3 separate regions of the Mus musculus genome follow, and all the other regions are linked to region 1. The links are chromatin contacts, called in public HiChIP or PLAC-seq maps. All regions are on one chromosome and are shown on one strand. The core of a region is the stretch at or near the end of the contact, and the rest is flanking DNA. Distances in the headings are between cores, read along the strand shown.

Evidence for each region. HiChIP or PLAC-seq counts read pairs in DNA pulled down with a chosen protein or histone mark.
Region 2: an H3K4me3 HiChIP or PLAC-seq map of the 230-238 cell line shows a contact between it and region 1, with 5 times the contacts expected there. The contact joins two enhancer-like sites. A contact is called at or near these places in 5 of 39 promoter capture datasets (the 3T3-L1 cell line, hematopoietic stem and progenitor cells, hippocampal neurons and 2 more), 1 of 15 datasets of contacts at CTCF or cohesin (large pre-B cells) and 5 of 115 datasets of contacts at active chromatin or transcription factors (the 230-238 cell line, embryonic stem cells, forebrain and 1 more).
Region 3: a contact with region 1 is called in a CTCF HiChIP or PLAC-seq map of pro-B cells, with 6 times the contacts expected there. The contact joins two enhancer-like sites. A contact is called at or near these places in 10 of 39 promoter capture datasets (the 3T3-L1 cell line, 3T3-L1-derived adipocytes, the C10 cell line and 6 more), 1 of 15 datasets of contacts at CTCF or cohesin (pro-B cells) and 3 of 484 Hi-C or Micro-C datasets (cerebral cortex and nephron progenitors).

Annotation. Positions count from the first base shown.
Region 1 is chr1:177,425,973-177,430,484 of GRCm38.p6, reverse strand. No RefSeq gene overlaps it. Among named protein-coding and RNA genes, the nearest start is that of Zbtb18, 14 kb to the left of the region's middle. Within about 2 kb of position 2,019, at least 36 of the 459 cell types and tissues checked have an H3K27ac peak or open chromatin away from gene starts, as enhancers often do. A contact at or near this core is called in the 230-238 cell line and pro-B cells, where this site is marked.
Region 2 is chr1:176,969,392-176,973,903 of GRCm38.p6, reverse strand. All of the region lies in intron 16 of Sdccag8 (serologically defined colon cancer antigen 8), which reads right to left. Among named protein-coding and RNA genes, the nearest start is that of Gm15423, 31 kb to the right of the region's middle. Within about 2 kb of position 2,448, at least 13 of the 459 cell types and tissues checked have an H3K27ac peak or open chromatin away from gene starts, as enhancers often do. A contact at or near this core is called in the 230-238 cell line, where this site is marked.
Region 3 is chr1:177,140,610-177,145,121 of GRCm38.p6, reverse strand. The region is part of intron 1 of Akt3 (thymoma viral proto-oncogene 3); the gene reads left to right. Among named protein-coding and RNA genes, the nearest start is that of Akt3, 110 kb to the left of the region's middle. Within about 2 kb of position 2,386, at least 4 of the 459 cell types and tissues checked have an H3K27ac peak or open chromatin away from gene starts, as enhancers often do. A contact at or near this core is called in pro-B cells, where this site is marked.

The DNA.
Region 1 (4,512 bases), core at 770-3,269:
AGAAGCAGTAGTTTTGCCAGTTTTCAGTCCTTTCATCTTTCACCAATACACATACATATATACAGGTATCCACATAACCAAATACATACACATACATACATATATACATACATACAGGTATACACACACACACACATGCATTTATGCACATCCGTTTTAGGGGATAAAACCCAAATCATGCGCGAGGCAAGTGATTTACCTAAAACTAAGTTATAGTTACAGTCCCCACATTTTTTTCCATGAGAAATACTATCTCTTATCTTTTATTTTTAGAAAATCTCCATTCACTGAACTAAAAACAAGGGACCCGGTATGGGCAAACCTGAGCATTCAAGAAGTAACATCGTGATCATCAGTTTAAGGGCACGGCGGCGCTAGAATTTGGGGCCACCACTGCATTATGAGGTCTACAAACTTTCGAAACAGGAGGATCTTCTGAAACAAGAGGATCTTTCGAGAAAACAGAGGATTTTATTTTCTTTGAACGACACTGGAGCCTGAGGAAGCATCCCATCCAGCAGGGCCTCTCAGCAACGGGAGTAACGTCGCTTTGCTCAGCGTGAACGTCCAGATCCCATTCCCAAAATGGTTTACATGTTTCTGACCTCCTTGCCATGTGCCTCTAAACCTCACCTCCATCCCGAGTCTTTTCCTTCATGGTTTTTTTCTTTCTTTTCTTTTTTCTTTTTTCTTTTTTTTTTAAATTTGAGTTCTCACTGCTAGTATTATTATTTTTAGGGCTGCAATCTCCCATAGCCCTTATTTTCACTCAAAATTACAATACAGGGGACTATGGCCAATGCTATGCAGATGGCCAAATAGATAATAAAGACTCGGTTCATGAATAATACCCACTCAGAAAGAGGACAAAAGCAACAGGAAAAAAGACCCAAATTGGACAAAATGTGCATGCTATATTTAAAAAAAACCACACACGCGATCATTGTCAGAGATCATTAAGGGTGCCCTGTAGTTTTAATTATATGCCAGTGGCACCAATTTGATGTGACTGTTTGCTCCTATAGTCAATAAAAAAAGTCATAACTGCCATCAAATTTAAATTTAATTTATTTTCTACACAGCCCTTTCTGTTTTCCTTGTTTTTTTCTTTTATAACATTAACACTTTTTTTGTTGAAAAATGTGTGAAAGATTAATTTGTAGAATGAGGGAGCCGTGGGTGCACAGCAAAGGACAGATGGAGTGGGTGGGACATGACAGTTTTTGTCTGTGGCATCATTTTGTTGTTGCTATTGCAAGGGAAAGAGAGCTACTGCTACCACGATCCTTTCTTGGGGTTGGGGACACTCTGAGAAGGTATGCTTCTCTCACCTCAAGCTGGCCACTGCCATCTCAGGGCACAGACCCCTACCAAGACAAGTCATGAGCTCTTCCGTTTCCACAACGGAGATTTTCATAGAATTCCACCCTACTTTTGTAAAAAAAAAAAAAGAAAGAAAGAAAGAAAGAAAAAGAAAAGAAAGCAGAATGAGGCAGACTTGTAAGATGAATATGCTGAAATAAAGTCACCATTTATCTCCTCTGAACGCCATACTGTAAAATCAAGTGCGCACAGGTCTGGTGAAGGCTATCATTTAAATGTAAATGTTTGGGGACAGCAGTCAAAATTCTACTCGTGTTGAAGGGAGTCTTTCTTCTTCTTTTTTTAATGTCAAAACTCACAATGTATAATTTTCAACTTGATTTTTTTTGCCTCGAAGCAGCCCTGGTTTATACGACAGTGTTGTGGGGGTTCACTGTTGTAAAGTTTCTTCTTGAAGAAGGCAATTACCAAGGGAAAATCACTGCCATGCGGCACACACAGACATTCTGAGAAAAAAGTAAGACTTGGAGGAGGAAGAGGGGAATTCGGGACAGCATGTGGGAGGGGAGATGGGAGTTCTTTTTATGCACAAAGGGATCCATTAACAAAATCTTTATCTGTTTCCGTCCCCTTGTGAACTGAACCAATGTGCAGTGCCCAGAATATGCGAACGTGATTGCAAATAAACGACTCGTGTGGCGCGGAGGAAATGAGCGAGCGCATACCGAAACAGACTGGTGTTTGATTCCGTGGCAAGATAAAATTTGCATGGAGGAAAATCTCCCCAACACCTTTGCCTCGAAGGTTCCCATCTGTCTTCCTGAGGCAAAGCAAGGCAAAGTGTCCCACCTACGGAAGTCAGCAGTTCCAAATGAAGCGCCCAGTACTGATTCTACACCTCCCAGGCCACTTCAGCTGATGCTCAGTGCTCCTACGGAGAGGGGATTTGAGAGTCAGGTCATTGTATATCCATCCTTATGCTATTTTTCTAACTAGACAGTAGGCTGTCCTGGGGAGGGATGTGCCCTGAGCATTCTGCGGTTGTGCCTGGTTGGCATGATCCCTCTGCTGGGTTATGGGATGATGTGCGGCCACAGGAAAGCAGTCTGTCTCTGGGTCAGACCACCTGCATCTGACATCCGGCTGGCTGCCTTACAGCACCCCAGGGACCAGTACACCCACGTAGTTTCTGTTTCTGTTGAAAATAGTCATGACACTAACAGCATGCACCTTCAGTGGGAATTTAGATCCTATCTGGTAGGGATATAAGAGTCCAGGTTTTGGATGTCCCCACCATCAGATCGCTGGGGACACTCAAGCCTCCAGATATTTAGTAGGATCTGTGTCATTAGGGAATATATGGTGTTAAGAATAGATACAATTTAAAAACTTACTGCAGTGGGATACAAATTATAAGTAACATTGTAGGACGTGGGAGGGGGTGAGTCTAGTGTGTATGCTACCAACCAGTAAATTACAGTCCACAGAAAGAAAACATAAAGGTGTCTATCGTTTTAACTAATTTAAAGAGAGTTGTCTATGATTTGTCTGTTCTCCCATACTTTCTCCATGGTTCCGTTTGGTGGTCGGCATCCCAGAGATGGAAAATCCAGCAAGTTTTTGTTCATATGAACACATTCACAGACATAAATGGGCTCAGAAGAGATTATCTATCCACAGATCAGTATAACAATCTCAACACTGCTGCAGTCATTGAGACAATTGCAGCCTGTTGTTATATGCCTGTATATGCACGTAATTTTCTCTCTGCACAGCGAGGACCGCAATGCAGAGTGGACTCCTTCTTCTTTTCCTGTAGGATTCATGTAAGTGATACCACACATCGGAGGATGCCTAATTCACTGACTACAGAGGAATTATGATGGGCTAAGAATGGGATGGATATGGTAACCATCTGCATCCCATCTTATTTCTTTTATGGTCCTGAGGATGGAATCTCGAGATCCTCGTTCACACTAAACCAAGAGCTCTGCCCCTGAGCTACACCCTCATCCTGCTTATTTATTTTTAATTATAAACAAGAAAATGGCCATATGTATATGTATACAGATGCATATCTAAAATTGCACTTTGGACAAGCCGACTTTCCCGAGCAGGAGTACGTTCTCAGTGATTAACTTGAGTGATTTCTTTTTTTTCCTGGTCATTACTCTCCCAGCAGTTCTCTTTCTTCCTTAGTGATAAAACTCAAGTACATGATGCCTTCAAATAAACTGTTTCCCAGCTTCCTTTGCAGCTAGATACCCATATGGTGAGCTCTGGGCGTGTGAGTGGAAGCATTTTGGTCCTCATTAAAAGACAGTCCACATGCCTGTGGTGTCTTTCATTTTGTTGCTATCTAGTGTCTGAAATGTACGTGTAATGAGTTGAGCTTGGGCTGATATAATGGACCCCAAGGATGGGATGTACACACCTGGGATGGTTTATATTGATTGTAACGAGATGGGATATAGGAGAAAGTTTCTAGGCATGCCTGTGAGGGATTTTCCAGACTAGAGAAACTGAGGCAGAAAGAGCCTCTCACCATGGATAGCAGCATTTCCCTGGCTGAGGTCCTGGACTGGGTGAAAAGAAGAAAGCAAGCTAACTCTAAGGATTTGTTGCTCTCTGCTTCTGCTACAGATGCAGTGCAAGCAGCTGTCTCAAGCTCTCACTGTCCTGCATTCTCTACAGCGACGGGCAGTGCCCTCCCACCCAGAGCCTGAATGGACCCTTCTTTCCTTACCTACCTTCAGGAACGCTGTCCATCTCACTGACCTAGAGCTCACCATTTGGCTAGACTAGCTGGGCAGCAAGCCCCAAAAAGCCTTCTCTGTCACCTCTCAGTGCTCAATTTACAGGCACGTGCCACCATGGCCAGATGGTTGTATGGGTCCTGGAAATCGAGCGTAAGTCCTCACGATTGTGCACAAGTATTGCATCACCCAAACTATCTCCCCAGACCCCAGTCCTGTTACATACGTAGAGTTTGCTTAAAGAGTAGATCTTCAGTGCTCTTCACACACACACACACACACACACACGTTGAGGCACACACACACGCTTACATACACAATACATATTCTCACATACACACATGCATACACATATACACACTCACTTATATACAAAAACATACACAATACTCATATACACACATACATGCACACACTTATATACACACATAAG
Region 2 (4,512 bases), core at 1,199-3,698, 460 kb after region 1:
TCAGGTCAGTAGGAACCAATATGGAGTGCTGATGCTTCCTTGAGTGGTGGGGAGTTCGCTTGGTGTAAGATATCTCCACTGGCCCAGCTTCTGGGCAGGATGAGGCTGATATTCTTTTTTTTTTCTTTCAATTTTTTATTAGATATTTTCTTCATTTACATTTCAAGTGTTATCCTGAAAGTCCCCTATACCCTCCCCGCACCCTGCTCCCCTACCCACCACTCCCACTTCCTGGCCCTGGCATTTCCCTGTACTGGGGCAAAAAAGAAACAAAGGCGCTTGTGGAGAAGTCAAATGTCTTACTATGTTTTAAGCTTTCACTTCGACTACAGCAGAAGTGCTCCAAATGGGTCACCACTTCCTCTGATGATGAGATGAGCCAACACTTCCCATCCCTCTCAAAGGAGTGTCACACACACCTGTACTCCTCAGGAAAAGGCTACTGCTGTCAAGCATGGACCGGCACTGGTGCTCTCAGCAGTAATACTATTCTCAAAACCAGCTTTGTTTCTTCCCAAGTGTGGTGATGCTACTTCTATTAAAATAATTAAATACTTATTTAACTCAGAAATATAACTGCTAAAATACTGATTCTATGAAAACAAAGAGGAATGGTTTAAAGATTCAACAAAACTGGATATCCCACACACAAAGAAAGGTGTGCACAAAATAAATACAAAAGACTGCATTGAGAGGGCCACCAAATGGCAGATGCCACACATGCTGCTTACCAAATGTCTGTGTGACTGCAGTTTATTTAGGAAAATCAAAATTGAGTCCAGCAAAGATGCAGTTTGGGTGTGGTCTATCTGAAAAAAAAACAAGCAAGCAAACAAACAAACAGACAAACAAAAAAAACCCAAATAACATTGTGCTTAGAACAGGTTATCCAAGTACAGAGAAACATGTCTCGACTCTCTGTGTTTTACACAGACTCCTGCCCACCCAGTACTTCTCTCTTGCTTATTTGCACCAGTCCAGAGCACCGCTGCACCCTCAGAGCTCACAGCTGAGGGAGTGAGGGCATCAGAGAACACTAGGCTAGAAGTCAGAAAACAGACTTCCCTGGCAGGCCTCTGTTTCCTCATGGACGGTGTGCATACACTGAGAACAGGGCTGAGGAGTGAGTGTGGGAGACAGGAGCACAAGAGAGGCACAGAGTAGATAAAAAATATTTAGGGGAGAATATAAAAATTATTGACAGTAAGTAAAGTGGAGGAAAGTAAAATAATTTAGAAATGTTCATTAAGAAGAAAATACAAAATTAGCCACCTATATAAAATGATTAAAATGAAATTTAAGTTTTCAACATAAAATACTTGTTTGAGAATGAAAAGGAATCTACTTTATTATATCTTAAGGCTCTAATGATATACGAAAACTTTTGTTTAATAATAATGAAAGAATTAAAACAAAAACAAAAACCCAACAACAACAAAATGAAACTACTTGTCTCAGTTTAAACTCTAAAACGAATCCCAAACACAGCCACAGCCACAGCCACAGCCACAGCCACAGCCCTGGCTGGACTCGCAAGGACAGTGCTCCGATGCAAATCCAGGAGCCATAGAAGACAGAGACCTGATGGATCAGAGGGAACAAGCTACCAAAGAAACCTCCATCAAGTCTTTAGTTCTCAAAAAGAAGCAAACTGAAGTTAGGTCGGGTTCAGTGTGAAGCAACACCTCACAAGGCCTGCCTACAATAATCTGGACAGACAGATAACAACAGAGCATTTCATACAAGTTTCACAGGAACTGCTTTGCCCAGCAGTGAGGCTTGTTAAAATATGGGTTTTTAGGTAGAAAGGAAATTAAGAGCAGATTAAGTGAACATCTCGTTCACTAGTGACCAACTAAAGCAGCACCTTAAAGGCATTCTATGCTGACATCATTGCCAACTGGACTCTGCACAAACATCGGCCCTGCATCTAACCTCCCACCATCCTCCAGCACCGCCACTTGCCATTCACGCAGAAGCAAACTAACCCCATGGGATATTAATTCATATGCTGCCTGGAGTCTATATACATTTCAAGTTTCTTTTATAATTCAGCTATTCTAAGAGTCTCAAAATATTTCATTAAAAATTAATGTGTTATCCACACAAATGGCAAATATTGAAAACTAGGAATATAAATAAAAAATAATAAAAATAGTAAGCCTACTAATACTGAAGAGGAAGGGAGACAGGAGGGGGAGAGCATGCGAGAGGAAGAGAGGGCGATTTTAAACATCCGGTTTCTATTCTGGACCATTCGTGGAAACAGACAGACACAGCAAGTGGAGGCCAAATATATCCCTTCTCTGACAGGATTTGTTTTCTATCTTGTCATTATTTTTTACTGCATTCTTCATAATAATATTTCTGCAGTGTTCTAGATTTGCTGACTGACACACCAGCCTCTTTAAGCACTCAGAAGGGAGAAGAACCACAGTAGCTTGAGGCAGAGCCGCAGCTTTGCCAGGCTGCTTTGCAAGGCTTCTGGCTGGGGTCTGAGGCTTTCCCTGGAATGGCTTTCCACACAAAGGCATGCTACACGGGATGCTGCCCCGTGTTACACATAGTTTTCAAATTCCCTTCACCTTCTTTCTTAGAATTCAACATACAAGCCCTGGTCCATGGCAGCAGGCGAAGATGACTGTGTCCGGTTCACTAAGGCTGGGAAAGACAAACAAAGCTCAGCGCGCGGTTGCTGACTGTCCTGTCCGTCTCACAAGAAGTAGCTCGGAGCAAGTAGCAAACATGCTACCATCTTCTGTGCCCATACTCTGCATTAAATAAATGGCTCTGAGAAGAAGTCACAGTTTACCACGCAGGCAGCACCACGGCCCTCACTCGATCCTCCATTGGAATCTGCAACAGAGCTGCACTCCATTCAAGAGAATGCAGGGAGGAGTCTGAAAACATCAAAGATTTGTTTAATACTGACTATAAAAACACCCCTTTGCATCAAAATAAGTGTCCCTCTTTATTGCACTGATTATTTTCTATAGAATTTAAATTGTACATAAAATTATAATCGTGCCTTGTTTTATGTAAATTGATTGTCTCAATTATTGGGAAAGGATTGGAATGTTAATGGACTATTTGGTTGGAGACATGCCAAGCAAATCAGCAAAAACTCTAACAGCTCTAAGTGGAGGTAGACAGCCAAACATTTACATAAATTAGGGAGACCAACGTGGTCTCAAGAATCGATCTTGCAGTCTGAAAAGAGAGGGAGCTTTTCTCTAAGATTAAATTACCTTTAACATTTAATGTTAGAAAGTTCTGTGAATGGAGATTCTAATTTGAATTTATTTAAAACAAACAAACAAACAAAGAAAGAAACAAAAAGCAGGAGCCATATCTGTAGAAGAGCACCTGCAGCCAGCACTGTCCCCTTGCCTGCTGCATACAGAACAGGTTAGCTATGAAGAGCAGGGGTGTCTCCTGAAGACTGAGGAGGAATAGAAGGCCCTGTGGCATCGCAACATGCGTGGATGCTGCAGCCCACTTGATTAGCTGAGGGAAGACCACCTCAGGAAACTGCTGCAGACACATCCCAGCCTTCTGTCACATACTGACTGTCTGACCTATCTCCTTGACATTCATCTGGTATCCATGAAGTCACATACTGAGGATCAGGGGTGTAGGCAGACATTAGCGTTTTGATACTCAGATGGTCACATGGCTTTTACAATTAAGGTATAGCCACGGATGCCACAGCTATGGTCATACATCTGCCTCAGACTGTCAGCCGTCTAGATGACTTCCACAAACTTTCAGCATCAATGCTGTAGATGTAGGTGTAAATATTACCTCTGGGTAGAATATGACAAACTGGTTCCTTTACAGCACGACTCAGAACCCAAACACAAGCATCATGGATTTACATCTATTTGTAATGTTTTAGGAATTGAAAATTTAAACTCTTAATTATCTTAGACTTGAAAAGCACCTCTTTTGCCAAGGAAAATGGGCCTTATTAATATAGGCATGCATATAAATGTATGTATAGAATATAATTTAAGAGTCTTAACCAAAAACTAAAGATTTCTCCTGATGGTAAACTGTTTTAAATGCAGTTCTATAGTGGAAGAAAGCTGAATTTGAGGCTTTTTTTCCCCCCTATACCAAGTTCAGCAGTTCTAGGGGCCATAAGCTATTTCCAGTGAGAGCCAAGACTAGTCTCTTCTAAGTGCTGGCCTGGCTTGTGTAAAATAACTTCAACACAAAGAAAGTCTGAAGTCTATATTACATATCTCAGTCTATAAATCTCAAAGAACCCAGAGTTTCCTAACAACTAGATGGATGATTAAAATTCTATGTATCAAGAGCTGCGGATGTAGTGTGCTTGTCTAGCACACAGGAAGCCCTGGGTTGGATCCCATTCCTAGCACTGCATAAACTAAGTGTGAATCAAGGGTACTTAATGCTGCTGTTAGATATTTATACGAAACGTCTTAAAACACTTGCTTTTTAAACTGCTATTCGCTCACATGGATGAGAAGAAAGTGAACCTGTCCA
Region 3 (4,512 bases), core at 1,137-3,636, 290 kb after region 1:
AATAGTTGAGTGGTGTTTTATTTCTCATTGCATTTCTTTGATTTGTTCTTTCTTTTTAAACATGTTAAAGATATCTGGGCATTTCAATTTGATGACCACATTTAAGCACAGTTCTCTCTTGAAAAAGTATTTAACAGTTGACCGAATACAAATTGCTATATTAATATATATATAAATAGGATAAGAAAATCACCCACCTGGAAAAGTCAAAGTGATTTTACTTGTGTGTGTTACTTTTTTATGTATTTAACTATAGCTATTAAAGTATTTAAATTATTTGTATTTATAGTAATTTGCATCCCTACATTTGGATCTGTATATATAACATTATACATTGAAATGGAAGCATATTTCTCTCTCAATCAAAACTATAAACATATTTAAAATTTTAATCAAATAAATATAAGATAAAAATAACACACACACACACACACACACACACACACACATATATATATATAATATCAGCAGTTAGAAATGTACTTTTTTCCAAGTAATTTTAAAAGCCAAGTATGACAGGTAGTTTAATGTGTTTCAGAATTCAGAGTGGGAATAGACTGTCCTGTAACAGAGGAAGCACAGGAAAGGAATAATGTCAAAGGAATGAGGTACAGCCTTTCCTTTGTACTTTCTAATGACATTAGAAAGAAATGAAATGTTTAATAATATATCCAATTTATTGCCTTTTCAGGGTCTTGCGATATTGAATTTAAAAAGGATTTCTATGAGAGTATTGGCAGCAATTTTTTGTTATTTTTTATTAGATATTTTCTTTATATACATTTCAAATTTCAAATGCTATCCCGAAAGTTCCCCATACCGCCCCCCCCCACTCCCCTACCCACCCACTCCCACTTCTTGGCCCTTGCATTCCCCTGTACTGAGGCATATAAAATTTGCAAGACCAATGGGCCTCTCTTCCCAATGATGGCCGACTAGGCCATCTTCTGATACATATGCAGCTAGAGACACATGCTCCGGGGTTACTGGTTAGTTCATAATGTTGTTCCACCTATAGGGTTGCAGACCCCTTCAGCTCCTTGGGTACTTTCTCTAGCTCCTCTATTGGGGGCCCTGTGATCCATCCAATAGCTGACTGTGAGCATCCACTTCTGTGTTTGCCAGGAACTGGCATAGCCTCACAAGAGACAGCTGTATCAGGGTCCTTTCAGCAAAATCTTGCTAGTGTATGCAATGGTGTCAGCGTTTGGAAGCTGATTATGGGATGGATCCCTGGATATGGCAGTCTCTAGATGGTTCATCCTTTTGAAACAGCTCCAAATTTTGTCTCTGTAACTCCTTCCATGGGTGTTTTTTCCCAATTCTAAGAAGGGGCAAAGTGTCCACACTTTGGTCTTCGTTCTTCTTGAGTTTCATGCGTTTAGCAAATTGTACCTTATATCTTGGGTATTCTAAATTTTCAAAATCATTGTTAGTGAGGATGGTAGATCAAAACAGGACCAAGTACAGTAAATAATGAAATGGAAGTTTTTTTCATATATCGTGTTGTGTGAATGTGTGGATGTCAGGGGGTCTTTGTCCATCACTCTCCATGATGTTAATTTTTGAGGTCTAGGTAACTCATTGGGAGTTCACATGATTAGCTAGGTTGACTGGTCTGTGAGCCCCAGGGATCACTTGTCTCTGCTTCCCAAGGACTGGAACACCAGCTTGTACATCCTGCCCAGCTTTTGTGAAGGTTTTGGGAATTGTACCTAAGTCTTCATGTTTCTGTGGCAAAAACTTTATCACTATCATCCTAATCCCTAAATTTTTTTATTTGCCTTTATAAAGAATTGAAGACATGACTATCATGTATCTTCATATCCTTCCCTTTCCTAAGTTTTTTTGCATTGGTTTTCTTTTTTTATACCATAAGCCATTTTAGTTTATTAGCAAACAATTTTATTTTTGTTTCTGTTTTTGGTTTTTTTTTTGTGGGTTTTTTTGTGTGTGTGTGTGTGTGTGTGTGTGTGTGTGTTTTGGTTTTTCGAGACAGGGTTTCTCTGTGTAGTCCTGGCTGTAATGGAACTTTGTAGACCAGGCTGGCCTCGAACACAGAAATCAGCCTGCCTCTGCCTCCCAAGTGCAGGGATTAAAGGCGTGTGCCACCACCACCCGGCAGCAAACAATTTTATAATTCTTACTGTGAGCAGATGTTCTGTGTGTATTATAAATATTAATCTATTTTTCTATTACTGCTGTCCCCATTTTACAGAAGAGGGAACTAAGGCATGAAGGGTGATATGCCCAGTTTGTCACTCCCATACTTAGTGTAATAAGTAGCATAACTGTCACTTGAATCTGAACAGTTGTATTCACATCCACTGTGAGGAAGAAGATAAAAGGATGTTATTTGTGTAGCTGTCTGTTCAAGCATCATCTATGTCCTCTACAGGCTTCCCTCTGTGTGGCTCAGTTTCCTGTTAGCTGTCTGTGCAGTGAGGAGACTGCAGTGCTCATCCCTTGTTTGTGTGAAGGGATCCCTTGGAGTGAAACCTAAATACAGACAGGGCTTAGCTGAGGATTTTTAAGCAAAGTCAAGCTTTCTTGTAACCTGATCACAATGGACATAATAGATTATTGTTTAAGGAAAGCAAGAATTTTGAAGGGCATGAATTTACCCTTAAAATGATTAGATGTCTTGAGTTTAGTGATATGTCCTTTTCAGGGTCCCACACCACTAGAGGTTGATCATTGGAGAGATCTTTAGGTGAAGGGGTAAGATAAAGTGCTATACTTCCCACTAATTTTATAAAGCAGAGGTGAAATGACAGCAGGATAAACTAGTTTGACAGTGCACCCTGTCCTTGCCCAGCACAGACTTCCTGATTAGCAAGCTCTCCAGTTGTGTAGTACTTAAACAGTAGAGACCAAAGGGGTGGAAGGGAGTGATCTCAGGGTTTTTTTTTTTTTTTTTTATTCTGAGATATTCTAAGTTTTTATGCCATGAGTGTGGCGGGATAGTGATAAGTTGTGTACTTATACAATTAATAGTTCTTCCTTTGCCTGATCTGTTCTAGGTGTTGAACAGACATGGTGAGTAGGTTTGCATTATGCTTACATTGCTTCCATATTTGATTTTATTAAGGCTATTTCCTAAAATTATATGTAAGATTTAAATATGCAGAGAGTATGAGGTGCTAAAAATAGAAAATGTTACAGTATGGATGTTAATTTTTTCTAATGAAACTATATGTTTAAATAAGTCAGTTTCTTTGCAGAAGTTTTTTCTTATTGTGTTGTTTTGAGGCAAGGTCTCTTTTTGTAGCCCTGGCTGTCCTGGAACTCATTATGTAGTCCAGGCTGGCCTTGAACTCACAGAGATCTGCTTTCCTCTGCATTTGCAGTACTTCTAGCATTTCCACATTATTAAAATAGTATGTAAATGACTTCATATTTAAATGAGGTATGGTGTAGAAATGGAGAATTTTTGCAGTAATGTAGAAAAAGACAGCTCTGCTTTCACAATGTACAAGGGCGTAAGTGAAAGCAAAATAATAATTTAGCTCACATTTAACCCAGCAGGAAGCTTAGTACAGATTGAGTAATTCTCCACAACATATCTTCTTCTATGTAAACTAATCTCATGGTTTATTCTTCATTAAATTGCCAGGATGCTATTTTCTGTTGGCGAGATTGTGTGCAGCATTGAGTGTTCTCCACTCCCCCTTGATTTTTCTGAATTAGATTTGATACTATAATACCGTTAGGATGTTGTTTTGTTTAAAAGAATGATTAAATGTATTATTTCTTGGTGTAAAGTTGCCTGAAAACCATAGGTTTCAGGGTTTAATAAGCTGGGTATCATTAAACAAATACCAGAATGCTTAAAGGTAAGGTGGTAATTGTTAACGATTATGGAACATTTTAAATAAAATGCTGATAATGCACTTCCTTAGAGAAGTTAAAGTTGCCCTTCTAACATCTTACAACAGTAGCCTTAACATTCTAAGTAATGCAGCCTTTACTATAGTTCCACATATTGTGGTGGCCTCCAACCACAAAATTATTTTTATTGGTACTTCATAACTAGTTTTGTTACTGTTATGAATCATAATTTAAATATCTGTGTTTTCTGATGGCCTTCAGAGATCCATGTGAAAGGGTTGTTCATCCTCACCCACAAGGGTCACAACCCACAGGTTGAGAAACACTGCTTTACAGTATTTGGTGCATAGGTTGTTTTTTTTTTAATTTCTTCATGGAGTCTAACCTTCCTTAGGAAGCAGGCATGAAAACTATACTTAAACGACAAGTTCATGCATTATGCAGTGGAAGGAAAATTTCTTGACTATAATATATTTCTCAAAATAATCATGAAGGAACATATGGAAAAGCAGAAATGTGGGTACATCTGGAAAGCTTTTAAGGCATCTTGATCATACATTGCAGGTTTACCAAAATTGTAAACAACTTCTGTGTCGCCAGTTGCATTGGTAATATTGTCAGTCCAGGATTAGACTGACCTCTGAAAGAGGAGAGCAGGCAGTCCCTCCTCATTTTAGAATC